2 separate regions of the Mus musculus genome follow, and region 2 is linked to region 1. The links are chromatin contacts, called in public promoter capture Hi-C maps. All regions are on one chromosome and are shown on one strand. The core of a region is the stretch at or near the end of the contact, and the rest is flanking DNA. Distances in the headings are between cores, read along the strand shown. Region 1 holds the start of Zfp869 (zinc finger protein 869). Region 2 holds the start of Zfp617 (zinc finger protein 617).

Region 1 (7,370 bases), core at 2,994-5,493:
TCCTTTCTCCTATACATCCCTCACAGCCCCCCGCCCCCATGCTCATCCTTTCTCCTGTACACCCCTCACAGCCCCCCTGCCCCCCATGCTCATCCTTTCTCCTGTACACCCCTCACAGCCCCCCACCCCCATGCTCATCCTTTCTCCTGTACACCCCTCACAGCCCCCCTGCCCCCCATGCTCATCCTTTCTCCTATACATCCCTCACAGCCCCCCGCCCCCATGCTCATCCTTTCTCCTGTACACCCCTCACAGCCCCCCTGCCCCCCATGCTCATCCTTTCTCCTGTACATCCCTCACAGCCCCCCTGCCCCCCATGCTCATCCTTTCTCCTATACACCCCTCACAGCCCCCCGCCCCCATGCTCATCCTTTCTCCTGTACACCCCTCACAGCCCCCCTGCCCCCCATGCTCATCCTTTCTCCTGTACACCCCTCACAGCCCACCCTGCACCCCATGCTCATCCTTTCTCCTGTACACCCCTCACAGCCCACCCTGCACCCCCATGCTCATCCTTTCTCCTGTACACCCCTCACAGCCCCCCTGCCCCCCATGCTCATCCTTTCTCCTGTACACCCCTCACAGCCCACCCTGCACCCCCATGTTCAAACTCCTCACCCAGAGTCTTCCTGTTGGTTATCTGTGCTACCATTCCCTCCATCCTTAACAGCAGCTCCCTGGTGGCCCTTTCCTTACTTCTTCAAGCTCTGCAAGTTAAGACACAGCAATCTAAGGACAAGTGTGACACTAACACCTATGGGAGAGGGACACAGGGTGTTCACTGTCCCAGCTCAAACTCTCAGCTGATTCAGTATTATTATCTAGTTTCATCCATTAGCCTGCAAATTTCATCATCTTGGTTTTATTCACAGCTGAATGGAAGCCTTTCATGTATACACGGTTTTAATATCTACTCACCAGCTGGACATGTAGGCTGTTTTTAATTTCCTGGTTATTACAAATTAAGAATGACAATGAACATGACTGTACAAGCATCTCCCGGAGCAGGCTCTAGAGTCCTCTGTCCATGTACACAGCAGTGCTACAGCGAGGTCATGTGTAAGTTAAGACAAATGATAAAAACAAGAAGGGAGAGATCCTACAGTAGATGATGCTTCTGAAAGCCGATGGTTACTAAGCCGTAACTCCAGAGCAGGAAAGAATCACTGCTTATCAGCCATAGGTCAGGGAGACCTAACAGGCTCGCCTGCTCTTCACGGTTGCCCTCCAGAACTGGCTGTTATTACTGAAGACGCCCCCCACACCGGTTACAATGCAGAAAGAAATCAAACTGGCACTGAACTTCCTCCCTGTTGGCTGGCTTTCATGATGCTCTGGGCACTAAGCAGGCTGCTGGGGGAGGAATGACAGGCACAGAATGTCTTACCCAGACCTCCACGACACACAAAACCAACCTGCCAAGCAAGGTGTGTCCACCTGAGCAATAGTGATATAGCTGTTCTGAGGATAACACCAGGCGGCTCTCTAACTGAACTTGAGGCTCACTCCTTCAGAGAATCCATCCCTGTCATAGTAAACTAAACCCAAAACCCACGTCTGCAGCTGGAGGGATAAACTTTGCACCACTGTTCTAGCTCAACTGTCCTGGCACCCAGTTACCTTCTAAATAATGCTCTACTCACAAACAACTGCTCCTCCCCGTCTGAGGTAGAGAAGCCCCTCCGCAGCAAACTCGGAGATGCACAGTTAGTCAGGACATTTAGACCACCACTTCCAGGGCGCTGAGATCACTGTGAAAGATGAGGCACAGACAGTAAGGCCCAGAGACAGTGAGATGGGATGTAAAATGTTGACTTTTCAGCACTGCAGAGCTAATGCTCTGTATGACCTCACTTTACAACAGCAATGCATTGCTGTAACGGACCTGACACAGGACTGGGCCCATCATGATTTAGATACCAAGGGATTCTAAACAAAGGCATTGTTTTCAACTGTGTACCCACTACCGTGCTCAGATGCATGGGCAGGAACCTGCAGCCACACGGATGATCCTGGTTAAAACCAGAATGGTTTTTTTTAGTGGCTCTCAAAACAAAGAAGGAGATGAAGGGGGCAGAAAACATGGATATTTCACAGGGAACTGTAAGCAGGAGAGGACAAAGAGGGAAATCAGAGGGCAGGACATTACAGTAGTCTTTATACATGTATGAAATTGTTAAAGGGAAAAAGAACATCAGATAGGTGTCACGGTGCATGCCTCTTACATGAAATTATATGTGAAATTCCAGCACTTGGAAATAGAGGCAAAAGAACCAGGAGTTCAAGGTCATTCTTGCCTACACAATTTCTATCTCAAAAGCACATGCTAATTTAAAGAAAAGTCAGGCTAAAGAGGTGGTATGGTTCAATGGTTAAGAACACAGATGCTGGTCTGGAGAGATGGCTCAGCGGTTAAGAGCACTGACTGCTCTTCCAGAGGTCCTGAGTTCAAATCCCAACAACTACATGGTGGCTCACAGTCATCTATAATGGGATCTGATACACCTCTACTGGTGTGTTTAAAGACAGTGTACTATATACATAAAATAAAAAAATAAATAAATCATAAAAAAAAGAACACAGATGCTATTTCAGAGGTCCAATTCCCAGAGTACACATGACAGCTTACACCCATATGTAACTACAGCTACAGGAGATCTGATGTCCTCTGCTAGCTTCCGCAGGCACTAGGCATACAAGCGGTGCAAACGAAACACCATACATAGGATACAAAAGGATGCATCTCCCTCCCCTGGCCTCAGAAAGGGATGGACACCAAGCACTAGGATGGCACGGCCTGAAACCAGCCTATCATCTGATACCTGTGTGAGCCAAGGATCTAGTCAGGGACGCAGCTTCAATTCAACTGAGTCCCTGTCAGTTCACCAGGACCAGTCAGTCTGCCTTTCATATCATATAGACCACTACAGCCACTTTCAAACCTGACATCCTCGGGCTTCATTCAAAGCTCTCCCCCTGTGGCTCACTAGTCGTGTGTTCTAACTTCTCTCATCAACTGAAACACTGCTTGCATTTCTCTTCGCCAACTTCTGGGACCCTCTGAACTCTGCTGCAGCCTCTTTAACTTATGCTGGTTGTGTAAACAGCATATGTGGATATAATTATATATTTACCGTGTGATATGAAAAAATATTAATAATTAGGATTTGGAAAAATTGAACCTTGGATAGAATATCTTGGAAATATAAAATATCTTGGAAAAATAGCCTTGGCCAGATTACCACCAGAGGCGTGACACCTTTTTACTTTCTATTCAGTAAATTATGAAATTGTGGAAATACACAAACATATTTGTCTGTTTCTGATATAACATCCTCATGACCAGAAGACACAATCAGAAAAATGTCAGTTCCCAGGTTCAATTACAGATTTAAGATAATTCCCACAAAATGCTAAAAAGTTCTTATCAGGTACATAAAAGACATTGCTGAATTTTATATGTAAAATACTTTTAAAAAAACACACAAAATGGTTAGCACAATGTAGACGAACCCACAACACACTCGTAACATTTCCAATCAAATACACAAGACAACACACTGTTTAGGAAGAATAAACAGATCCACAAAAAAAAATTTTTTTTTAAATTAGGAGACAAGCTGACCTTTGATAAAGTAGTACAATCTTTTCTAGAACTGTTTCTGGGACACCATCCGAAAGAAACTCTTGGACAAAGACTCGGAGAATTTCACAAAATTAACTCACACTTGATGCTAGACCTACGAAGCCCACAACGTCTAGACCACAGCGCAGAGAACACAGCAGTCATAAGTGCGACACCAAAAGCACAAACAGGGCGCCAGCACTGGGCGGTGACGTCACCAACCCGGAAGCTACCCCCTGATTAGGAGGAGTCTTCCGCTCCCCGCGCTCTGCGCAGACATGGCTGGAAAAGCGGAAGTGATTAGAGTCCTCCGAGACAAGCACTGGCCAGTGACGGGGCCCACGTCGCCCAGTGGAACGCACAGGGTGTCCGCTCGGCCGGCCGGTCCCACCGCTCCCCCAACCCCGGGAAGGACCTATCACCCCGGCTCACGCGGCTCAGCCGACCGCTCCTCCCCATCCGGGGACAGCGGCCCCGCGCTCACCATGGCGCGGTTGCTGAGCTCGCCTGCGCTCCCCCTACAGCTCCCGGCAGCGGCGATCACACCGCAGCTCACGGGACCACGCGATGCCTGCTTAAGAACAGAATCTGCAGCATGGCGGCGGATAGGACCCACCTCTCGTCTCGTCTGGTGTTCTTGATTGGACATCTTGCCCCGAAGCTTTGATTGGCTAGAGCTGCACCACAAGTCTGATTGACAGGAGTTCCCTAGATGCAGCTGCGTGGATGACTCAATTCCATTGCTCTAATTGGCTAGCATGCCCTGAATGATGAAGCAGTTCCTTTAGGCGCTCTTGAGTGAGTGGCCTGGCCTGAAGGTTCTGATTGGCTAGCACTGCCCTACGAGGGCCTGAGTGACAGGAACAGCTTCGCTTGGTCCTTGTGAATGAATGTCCTGCCCTCAGGGCCCTGATTGGCTAGTGAAATCTGAATGACAGCTCCCATAAGTGGATGAACTGAAATTAAAAGACGTGGACCACACAGACCTTCCCAACTCTGGCTTTCACCCAAGTTCATGCAAGTCTGCTTCAAGACGATCTGATTGAAGCAGGACTTCCTTGTGCATCCCAGAACTTTCACAGCTTGTCTTCTTGCACTCAGTAGGTACTTAAGGTTCTTCCTCTTGGAAGCCTTGTTTTTGTGCACAGTCTATTACATACACTCCCCAAGGCAGTGATCACTTTGCCTCACAACTAGACCAGGGCCCAACCCAACCCCTATCACATCGAAACAAGACTTGATGTCCTCCGGGTTTCAGGAATTTCAGCAAGTCACGCCAAAGATTGCTCAATTATAACAAGTTGCACCTTTTCTTTTTAAGCAGAGAAGCGAACCCATTCCAAGACCAAGGTGGTGTTGCTTTTCCTGCAATCCCAACAAAGGAGGTGGAAGCCAAAGAACCAGGAATTCGGGATATACTTCCTGAAAAACTTCCAGTATCAATCACAGACTACTCCAGGTCAACAGAAGGTATTGAAAGACTCCGAGAGGAGCCCCTCGCTCAGGCCTCAGGACAATAGCGGACACCCAAGAACTCACGACAGACCGAGCTTGTTGCAAACCACATGAGGCTTTATTCGGGGAAAGCCAGAGCTCTGGGGACGACTCATATCCCACGCAGGGGTAGAGGAGTTGTCCTCGAGGGGAAAGAGGTCCCAGTTTTTATAGGCCCTCAGGGGGGAAAGGAGAAGGGGGAGATTAGGGGATTTCCAGATCTAAACAATGTCTATTCTCAAGAAATGGGTATGGGAGGGGTACAAGGAAAGAGTCTAATGAAGGTGCAGCAATGGGCACACACCTGGTCAGAACTTTGGCAGACACACAGGTTCAAGAAGTGGCCAGAGCATTGTGCACCTCTATTTTTCTAAATCAGTGAAGCTAGTTCTGCTAACACTGACGTCTATCTTGCCAATTTCAGGGCTTCTGTGTCCTTTTACATTCTGCCAGGATCTTTCAGTATTTGAAGGAGCCTTACACATTGAAGATGCCTGTATCCACGAGGCCACAGAAATGACCAAACCACACTAGAATAGTGAAGGAAGACAGGAGATAGCTAATTTTTAAATAAGCAGATAGCTAAGGAGAGTGGCTCTGGATCAAATCAAACTGATTAGGAGTTCATCCACTTGGGATCCAAGGATTTACTCCAGATTCTTGCCCAAGAGAAGCTGCCTCATGGTCCATCCATTTGCCTAGGAATTTCATAAGTTCATTCTTTTTTAATAGCTGAGTAGTACTCCATTGTGTAAATGCACCTACACGGCTAACTTCACACATATACCACACATGCACACATGCACGTTCACTAGCCCCATTCCACTGAGGGTCACTCACAACCCACCTGGTAGGCTTGACTGAGCTAACTCCCTCTTGCCCTCTGTGCTGTAGGCCACTACTAACAAGGCCAGGTAGGATCTGAGAGCCTTCTTCATAGAAACTTCAAAGATTTTATTCTTTAATATCATTTAATATGAACCAATCAGCTAAATGTATGCTGGCTGGTCCATTTCTAGAAGGATAAATGCACTCTTGCAGTTGTGCAGTTTTGCTCCACAATCTATATGTATGAATAAAGTATACTTGGGGGAGGTGGCTGGAAAGATAGTTCCAAAGTTAAGAGCACTGACTGCTCTTCCATAGCATCTGGGTTCAATTTCCAACACCCACATAATGGCTCACAGTAACTCTAGCCCTACAGGATCCAACATCCTCTTCTGACCTCCCTGGAAGAGGCATGCACGGTGCACATACATACATGCAGAAAAACCAATCACATGAAATTCATAAAGGGCCACAGTGCGCCCTCTCTGAACACCACACCCACCTGTTGTACAGGAGACTGTGGCTTTGTGTGAATATGTGCTTTTTGAGGGAAGATTTTTGGCTTGGTTTGGTTTTTTTTTTTTTGTTTTGCTTTTTTGTTTTTTAAACAGGGTCTCCCTAAATAGCTTTGGGCAATCTGGAGCAATAATAATCTTAATAATAATAATCTTCTGCATGTAGACTGCAAACTTTTCATTCTGTAATTTGTAGCTGGTCTTTGCTACTTTGTGGATTCTTCTTTTCCCACCCTTTACCCCCGCACCCCACCCCATTTCACCCCATCACTAAATAGGAAAGAGGGAGGGAGGGAGGGAGGGAGGGAGAGAGAGAGAGAGAGAGAGAGAGAGAGAGAGAGAGAGAGAGAGAGAGAGAGAATGAATTCCTAAATCTAATGTCTTTCCTTTTGTTTCTTCTTTGACCACAGCAATTACAAACCAACCTCCCTAAATGGCCAACGAGCACCTGCTCCAGCTCCTGGGGAGCTAGCATTCATGTACCCTCCGAAAAGTTCTCAGAATTCCGAATGTCACAGAGACATCACAGTATCACACAATATCGCAGAAACTATCTGCGGCTGGCAATACCATACCTCTGCTAGAGCATGAGGCAAATCGTAGTCAGCTGCTTTGGACAGTCTGAAGTGTCCCATATCTCCACTCCTTGGTTTAAAATGAAAACACATTCTTATAATATTTCTGTGTTTTTAAAGAAACCAAAATTCTGAAGTTGTCACTACATTAATTCTTCACTGAATAGAGAAACCAAGGGGTGGAAAGAGAGCTTGCAGGAAACAGTAGCAAAAAGGCAAGCAATAGCTAAGAAGTAATTACACAAGCCAGGCTTGGTGTCACACACGTTTAATCCCAGCATTCTGGTGGCAGGGGCAGGCATTTTTCTGAGTTTGAGGCTATGGTCTACATAT
Region 2 (7,370 bases), core at 2,205-4,704, 2.2 Mb after region 1:
TTACATATATATGAGGCTTGAGTTTGGTTCCCAGCACCCACATAAAAAAGCTGATCTTAGCCACAAACACTGGTGATGTCAGTAGAGAGGGCCAGACCCAGAAGATGACTGGGCTTCCTGTCTGCCCCCTCTCTCTAGATTTAGTGAAACCCTTTCTCAGGAGAAAAAGATGGAGAAAGAGAATGACACCTGATGTCCTCCTCTGGCTTCTATGCACCCACAAGTGTGCAGCCATATAAGCACATACCACACACATAAGGAAAGATGTTTTAATTCTGGATTCTAAAGACAAGAAAGATGCCTAGAGATGGTACTACCCACAGTGGATTGGGCCCTCCTACATTAGTTAGCAAGAAAATGATAGACATGACATGCCCAATTGCTCAGTTGACATTTCCTCTTCTCAGGGGTGTCAAATTGACAACTGAAGCTACCCTATGACAACTAGGCAGTCTCAGTCTAGGTTGGTCCTACCCACCATTGACCTATTATTGTCTGGACTTCAGCCTAGTCCTGAAAAGTAAACTTATAAGTCATAAATCCCCTTCTGACTGACACCTTTTTGTTCTCCAAATTTAAGATTCTTGGGGAAATTGCTATTTCTTAAGGTTCATCATTTCATTAGTCTGGTAGATTATAACACACATGTCACTTAAATATCTTCATTTCTGTGAGGCTGGTTATAGAGGCTGAAAGGGTCCACCATACAGCAAGAAGTAGTGTTCACTCTGGAAAGAGTCTTAGTCAGGATTTCTATTCCTGCACAAACATCATGATCAAGAAGCAAGTTGGGGAGGAAAGGGTTTATTCAGCTTACACTTCCATACTGCTGTTCATCACCAAAGGAAGTCAGGACTGGAACTCAAGCAGGTCAGAAAGCAGGAGCTGATGCAGAGGCCATGGAGGGATGTTCTTTACTGGCTTGCCTCCCCTGGCTTGCTCAGCCTGCTCTCTTATAGAACCCAAGACTACCAGCCCAGAGATGGTCCCACCCACAAGGGGCCTTTCCCCCTTGATCACTAATTGAGAAAATGCCTTACAGTTGGGTCTCATGGAGACATCTCCTCAACTGAAGCTCCTTTCTCTGTGATAACTCCAGCTGTGTCAAGTTGACACAAAACTAGCCAGTACAATTGACCCCTTGTCAACTTGACACACAAATACATCACTAGTAAGCCTCAACCCTTACATTCTTACTCATCCCCAAGGTCTAAATAACTTTAAAAGTCCCACAGTCTTTACATATTCTTAAATTTTCAATCTCTTTAAAATATCCATCTCTTTTAAAATCCAAAGTCTTTTTACAATTAAAAGTCTCGTAACTGTGGACTCCACTAAAACAGTTTCTTCCTTCAAGAGGGAAAATATCAGAGCACAGTCACAATCAAAAGCAAAAATCAATCTCCAACCCTCCAATGTCTGGGATTCAACTCACCATCTTCTGGGCTCCTCCAAGGACTTGGGTCACTTCTCCAGCCATGCCCTTTGTAGCACACGCGTCGTCCTCTAGGCTCCAGATGCCTGTACTCCACTGCTGCTGCTGCTCTTGGTGGTCATCTCATGGTACTGGCATCTCCAAAACACTGCGTTCTGAAATGGTTACTCCCTGAATGAAAATTTTTGACATGAAGGCTGTTTGGTATGGTTGAAGAGGTTCATTGTAGACAGGAGAAACAATACAGCCAAAGAAATCTAGAAGCGTCCAGACTGAACCGGACCATGAGAGGAGAGGTTGCCGAAAGCAGGGGAGGAGAGAATGGGGAAAGAGGACCAAGAGAGATCCAGGAAATAAAAGATAACAGGATCAGAGGCTGGGGGAAAGGAAGCCCAGCCTCAGGCAGTGGAGGTTTAGGGTAGGGAGTAAGGTGAGAAGTGCTGGGAGAGTTGACCAGAGGCTGCTTTATCTATTAATAGGCACCTCAGCCATTTGTCCAGGGATTCTGTGAGATCCAACAGCCCTCAAGGTGGGCCAAAGTGGCTGGTTTTTACCAGCCTGCTCCTTTAGGCCCAATCTCGTAACTTTTATGCAGCCCTCACTTGGACAGAGTTAAGCAGTGTGTTGTGCTGTGACAGTTCTCAATAGTACCTGGCTCGTCCTTGCTCCCGTTCAGGTACACTATGCTGAAACATATCAAGTGATATGAAAGTTCCTGCCCCCTAAAAGGTAATTTTTTAAAAAATCAGACCTTTTTATTTGTTCTGGGGAGTAGTCTGAGACACCTTAGGAAGATAGATAGCTCTGGGATTTGGTCCAGACAATGAAAGCTGTATCTCAGGCTCTTCTGCTCTCCCCTCCCCTTCTCAAGGTTAGTCTGTCCACCTCTGCCTGCCCCTCATCTCCTCTACCTCCTTCCCCACATCACCTCCTCCCAGACCCGCCTGCCAGGCTTCGAATGGAAGCCTGCCCCTTCTTTTTTTTTTTTTTTTTTTTTCTCGAGACAAGGTTTCCCTGTATAGCTCTGGCTGTCCTGGAACTCACTTTGTAGACCAGTCTGGCCTCGAACTCAGAAATCTGCCTGCCTCTGCCTCCCAAGTGCTGGAATTAAAGGCGTGCACCACCACGCCTGGCCCCCTGCCCCTTCTTTTAAGGCCTTTTTTGTTGGTTGGTTGGTTGGTTGGTTGGTTTTTTGTTGTTGTTGTTGTTGTTGGTTTTTTCGAGACGGGGTTTCTCTGTATAGCCCTGGCTGTCCTGGAACTCACTTTGTAGACCAGGCTGGCCTCGAACTTAGAAATCCGCCTGCCTCTGCCCCCCCCCCCCGAGTTCTGGGACTAAAGGTGTGCACCACCACACCCGGCTTAAGGCCCTATTTTTAGAGCTGCATAAATTGTACTGTTTCTGTCTAATGTCACTTCCACCTACAGGGCTGAGCATGGCTTGAGGCACTTTATAATAAACCTCATTTCTAAAAAGAATGTCCTTTGTGGAAGAGCTGCTGAAGCTTTTTTTTAATTGCTGGAAAGTACAGTTTTTTTAATGTTGTCATTAGCGTGTATTAATTACACGAAAAGTTTCAATATAACATTTTCATTCATGTATCTTGTTTATATTCATACACACACAGACCTTTACCTGCTCTTGTCCCTCTCGAATTCTTTCATCTTTTATGTCTTTGTGTGTCCCAATGAATCTCATTAGTGTTGTTGACAGGAGAGGGAGTGGTTGTGTCAGTAAGAGGGAGAATAAATTTATTCTGTCACTTAGGCTTCGGAGACTGGATCTGTGGGCCCAGCAATAAGGGCCAAAGGAGCGGCAGGTAGGGTGCCGAGAGGCAGCGCCTTGTCCGCCATCTCCCTTCCGGGCGGTTCTCAGTAACCAACTGTGGGAGTCCCGGACGGTTTAGCGTCCTTGGCTGTATGACGCCATACCCTAGGAAAGGTCGGGAGGTCCGCCGGAAACTCCCGGTACAGACACCAGTGTGTGAGCTGGCCAATCAGCAGCGCCGGCGGGAGGAGCGGAAGTTCCTCACCCGCCATCTTTCTTGCTGGCGCTTCCCTCCTCACAGCTCTCAGCTGAGGAAGTCCAAGTTGCTGAGCCTCCGCGGCCGTGTGAGTGCCTGTTCCGGAGCCTCTGTGGAGCCGCGGCAGGCCTGGGCACAGACATGGTGAGCCAGGCGAGTGGCGGGGCTGTGCGCGGCGCCCTTGGTCCCGGGCGGCGGGATCCCGGTGCTGCGCCGGGGGACGAAGGGCGGCTGCGCACTGTCGCCTGCGGCTCCAGAAAAGCTGCTTTTCCCCTTAGGGAAAGTCAGTCGAAAGCGGGATTCCGAGGCTGGATGATGTGGAGCCGAGCTGGAAGTTTAGGAGACAATTCTTGCGAGTGAGAATTTACGCCCCGCCATGCACGGAGGCCAGGGGAGGTCACCCGGTGTCCTGCTTTGTCACGGCCCGCCTTATTCCTGTGAGACAGGGTTTCTTACTGAACCTGTGGCTAGGCTGCCTGCTAGCAAGCTCCAGCGATCCTCCGGGCTCTGTCCCCATGCCTGGCATTTACTTGGGTGTTTTTTATTTGAACTCGGGTTCTCACCCTTGCTCAGCGAGCACTCTTACACACCGAGTTATCTCTCCAGGCCCGAGAAACATGTCTAATATAGATCTTAAGCGCAGAGATTAATGGAAGTGAACCTGGGAAAACTGAGACATACCGAGATGTGAGGGAACTTCTCAGGGGACAGTCACAGTTCTTTTCCATGGGTACATGCGGCTCCCGCATTTAGGATTGTAATATCCTCTTGGTAGATTATCCCTTTATAGAGTATGACGAGACTATCTTTATCCCTTCTGACTTAAGGTCGGAGGAAGAACTTTTCAATTTTCGTCATCTCTGTGAGTATGGTACTTGAGGGTTTTCAAGTTTATCTTTTACTCTTGGGTTAAATACTGCTCTTACCTCTGCTCCTTTTTCCAGTAATAAAAGTTTTTTTGGAAACGACTGGACTTTAAGTCGTGGTCAAGTTCAAATCATAGTGAATTGCAAACGTATCGGTTTCTTTGTTTTGGATTTTTTTTGTTGTTTTGCTTTGTTGTTTGTTTGTTTTTGTTTTGTTTGAGACTAGATCTTACATATCCTAGGCTGTTGATAAACTTAGTTTACAGCCAAGCTTGACTTTGAGTTTCTGATAGTCTTATGACTACCTTCCAAGTGCTGGGATTCTATGAGCACATCACTAGCTCCTGGTTTTGCAGCTCTGAAATTTAAACCCAGGGCCTCATGCATTCTAGACAAGTATCTACCGTATACCAACTGAGCTACAGTCTCAACTCTATATCAAATTTTATTCCTGAGTAACTTTTCTGTGATCAGCACTTAATATTATTTAATTGACTGAACTTTGTCCTCATGGTATATAGTGGGATCCACTTAGTATTTATTTGACTATTAATTATCAAGTGGCTATGTCTTTCTTTACATGTGGTTTAAATGTTTTAGTAATTTTTCCATCTTTACTGATGTGATGGTTTAGTTTATACTGAGCACACTCATCTTTCTCGATTCTTGTATTGCAGATATTTTCCTTCTATTTTATTGTCTTTGCACCCCATTAATTGATATTTTTCAATTTGTCAAGACATTTAATTACTTCTTTCCTCCTTTCAAATAAAGAATTTTACATTAAAATTGTATAAATCATAGGGCTCGCTCCCTCCCTCCCTCTTTTCATAGGCACTACAGGAACCCAAACCAGATGTGCATAACTAGTCAGGTATAAAACCAAGCTCCCCTTACAAACACACTAGAATAAGAACTTCCCTGAGGGATAGGAAACAGTTATGTTCTCAGGGAAATTGAAGATCCTGGATGCTTCCAGTTGAAAGAGTTGAAAACCTGCCCATTGTGGTGGCATATGCTTTTTTAGTCCCAGCTCTGCAGGCAGAAACAGGCAGATCTCTGTCATTTGCAGACTTGCCCTGTCTATGTAGCGTTCCAGGCCAAGACTACATAGTAAGGTTGCTTCTGAAAAGAGAGAATAAGGGTTGAACACTGGGAGCTGAGTGCAGGATGACTTATATAGCTGTCCTCTGTGTGGGCTGTGACTACCCAGGACAGGGGAATGTTGATACAACAATCTGTCTTGATGCTACTGCTTGTCCATACCTCAGTAATAAACAGAATAAAAGTCATTCATATGACAACGGGGAAGATAGAGTGAAGGTGGTAATCTGAAGTAGGCAACAGTCCTGCTCTGGTTTGGTGTGATTGTCCATATACTTGCTCTTTAATTTACTGAACTCCCACATTGGTCCCTTCTAGTAATTTTTTTTTTTGTACCAGAAAAGTAAACATTTGGAGTCAAACTCACTTTTTCTTTTCTTTTTCTATTTTTCACATATGTAAATATATGCTTGCTTGAGAAAGCCCACTTTTACACCCTCTTCATTAAAGCGGGTCTTTAAGTAAGGGCTCACTGAAATGGATAGTGGTGCTAGGTAGCTTGCTTGCTTTAGAGACCTTGTGTCTCCAACTTCCTAGGCTGTAATTACAAGCAGGCCATTGTACCTACCCATCATTTACTGGGTCTCAGAGATCTAAACTGACAAGCACTTAACTGCTAAGCCATCTGCCCAGACAAACATTTGGAATTTTTTAGCATGCTGGGTGCCTTCTAGGATGACTGGATTCTTGGAGATTCCAATATGGTACAGATATTGGACCCCACACACCTGGAAACACTGAAATTCATGCATTGATTCTGGTCACAGGTACTATGGAAGAGAAGCATCCCACATGTAGTACCTTCAGCACTTCAAGTGACATTCCAAGCATTCCTACAAATCAAGGAAAAATTCACATAGTCGACAGTGTTCAATACAGAAAGGGAAGCAGCAGGTGGGAAATATCACATATTTACCCTCTAGGAGTGAGTTCTATAAAGGATAAAGGACCTCAGACTAGGATTGGGCCTTCATTGGGCAGAGTATTAGAAAGGAACAAGTACATTATGATGGGAGTGGGGGTCAGAAAAGAGAGCCTTCAGAGAAAACCCTTAATAAAGGAAACTATGGCTTTTCTATCCTGTTGGTGTAGCAGTAATCCCTACACCATGTGATTCAATTTAAGATAGCCTACTAACAATACGGAATGTCCAGGTAATGATTGGGGCTATAAATTAGAGGCTGTGTACCACACCGGGCAGTGGTGGCGCACGCCTTTAATCCCAGCACTTGGGAGGCAGAGGCAGGTGGATCTCTTGAGTTTGAGGCCAGCCTGGTCTACAGAGTGAGTTCCAGGACAGCCATATTGTAGAAAGGAGAAAATAGAGAGGCCAGCCATGGCCACGTGGAGAGAGGGGAGAAGGGAGAGAAAGAGAGAAGGAGGGATAGAGAGTAGGTAAGGTGAGGGCTTAATGACAACAAAACAGCTTCTTAACACTGTCCTGGGGGAAAGCTAGATGAGGGTGGCCTGATGTCTTTAGGCTGTGGGATCTGGACTCTTAAAATAACTAGTATCTTAAAGGGACATGATGAATATAAGAGGCTAACAATAGCCAGATACCCATGGATATTCTTCTCTAGCTCTACCCCAAGTCCTCTTTGTATCTCTTGCATTTGTTTTTTCTTTTCTGTAGACGTTTCTTCCCATCTCATCATTGCTGTTCCTGATGTCACAGGGTTCACTAACCCCAAAAGAGCTTCCTGTGCAGTAACCTGAGAAGCTTCTAAGTCACAAAGATTTACTTCCTGCTGAACAGAATTGGCCATACACACACACACACACACACACACACACACACACACACACACACACACACATATCCTGCATGCCAGAAGAGGGCAACAGATCTCATAATAGATAGTTCTGAATATCCATGTAGTTCCTGGGAGTTGTACTTAGGACCTCTGGATGAGCAGCACGTGCTCTTAACCTCTGAGTCATC

Evidence for each region. Promoter capture Hi-C pulls out the DNA fragments that hold promoters and counts their contacts.
Region 2: a contact with region 1 is called in a promoter capture Hi-C map of liver, with 4 times the contacts expected there. The contact joins the promoter of Zfp617 here to the promoter of Zfp869 in region 1. A contact is called at or near these places in 1 of 39 promoter capture datasets (liver), 1 of 484 Hi-C or Micro-C datasets (muscle stem cells) and 1 of 115 datasets of contacts at active chromatin or transcription factors (neural progenitor cells).

What each region holds. Positions count from the first base shown.
Region 1 is chr8:69,712,659-69,720,028 of GRCm38.p6, forward strand. It overlaps Zfp869 (zinc finger protein 869), which reads right to left and starts at 4,244. Exons shown (of 5, transcript NM_001039965.1): 1 at 4,110-4,244. Gm51532 (a long non-coding RNA gene) reads left to right here and starts at 4,449. Exons shown (of 2, transcript XR_003947396.1): 1 at 4,449-5,095; 2 at 6,873-7,138.
Region 2 is chr8:71,919,371-71,926,740 of GRCm38.p6, forward strand. Zfp617 (zinc finger protein 617) reads left to right here and starts at 3,455. Exons shown (of 4, transcript NM_133358.3): 1 at 3,455-3,602. The coding sequence starts at 3,600.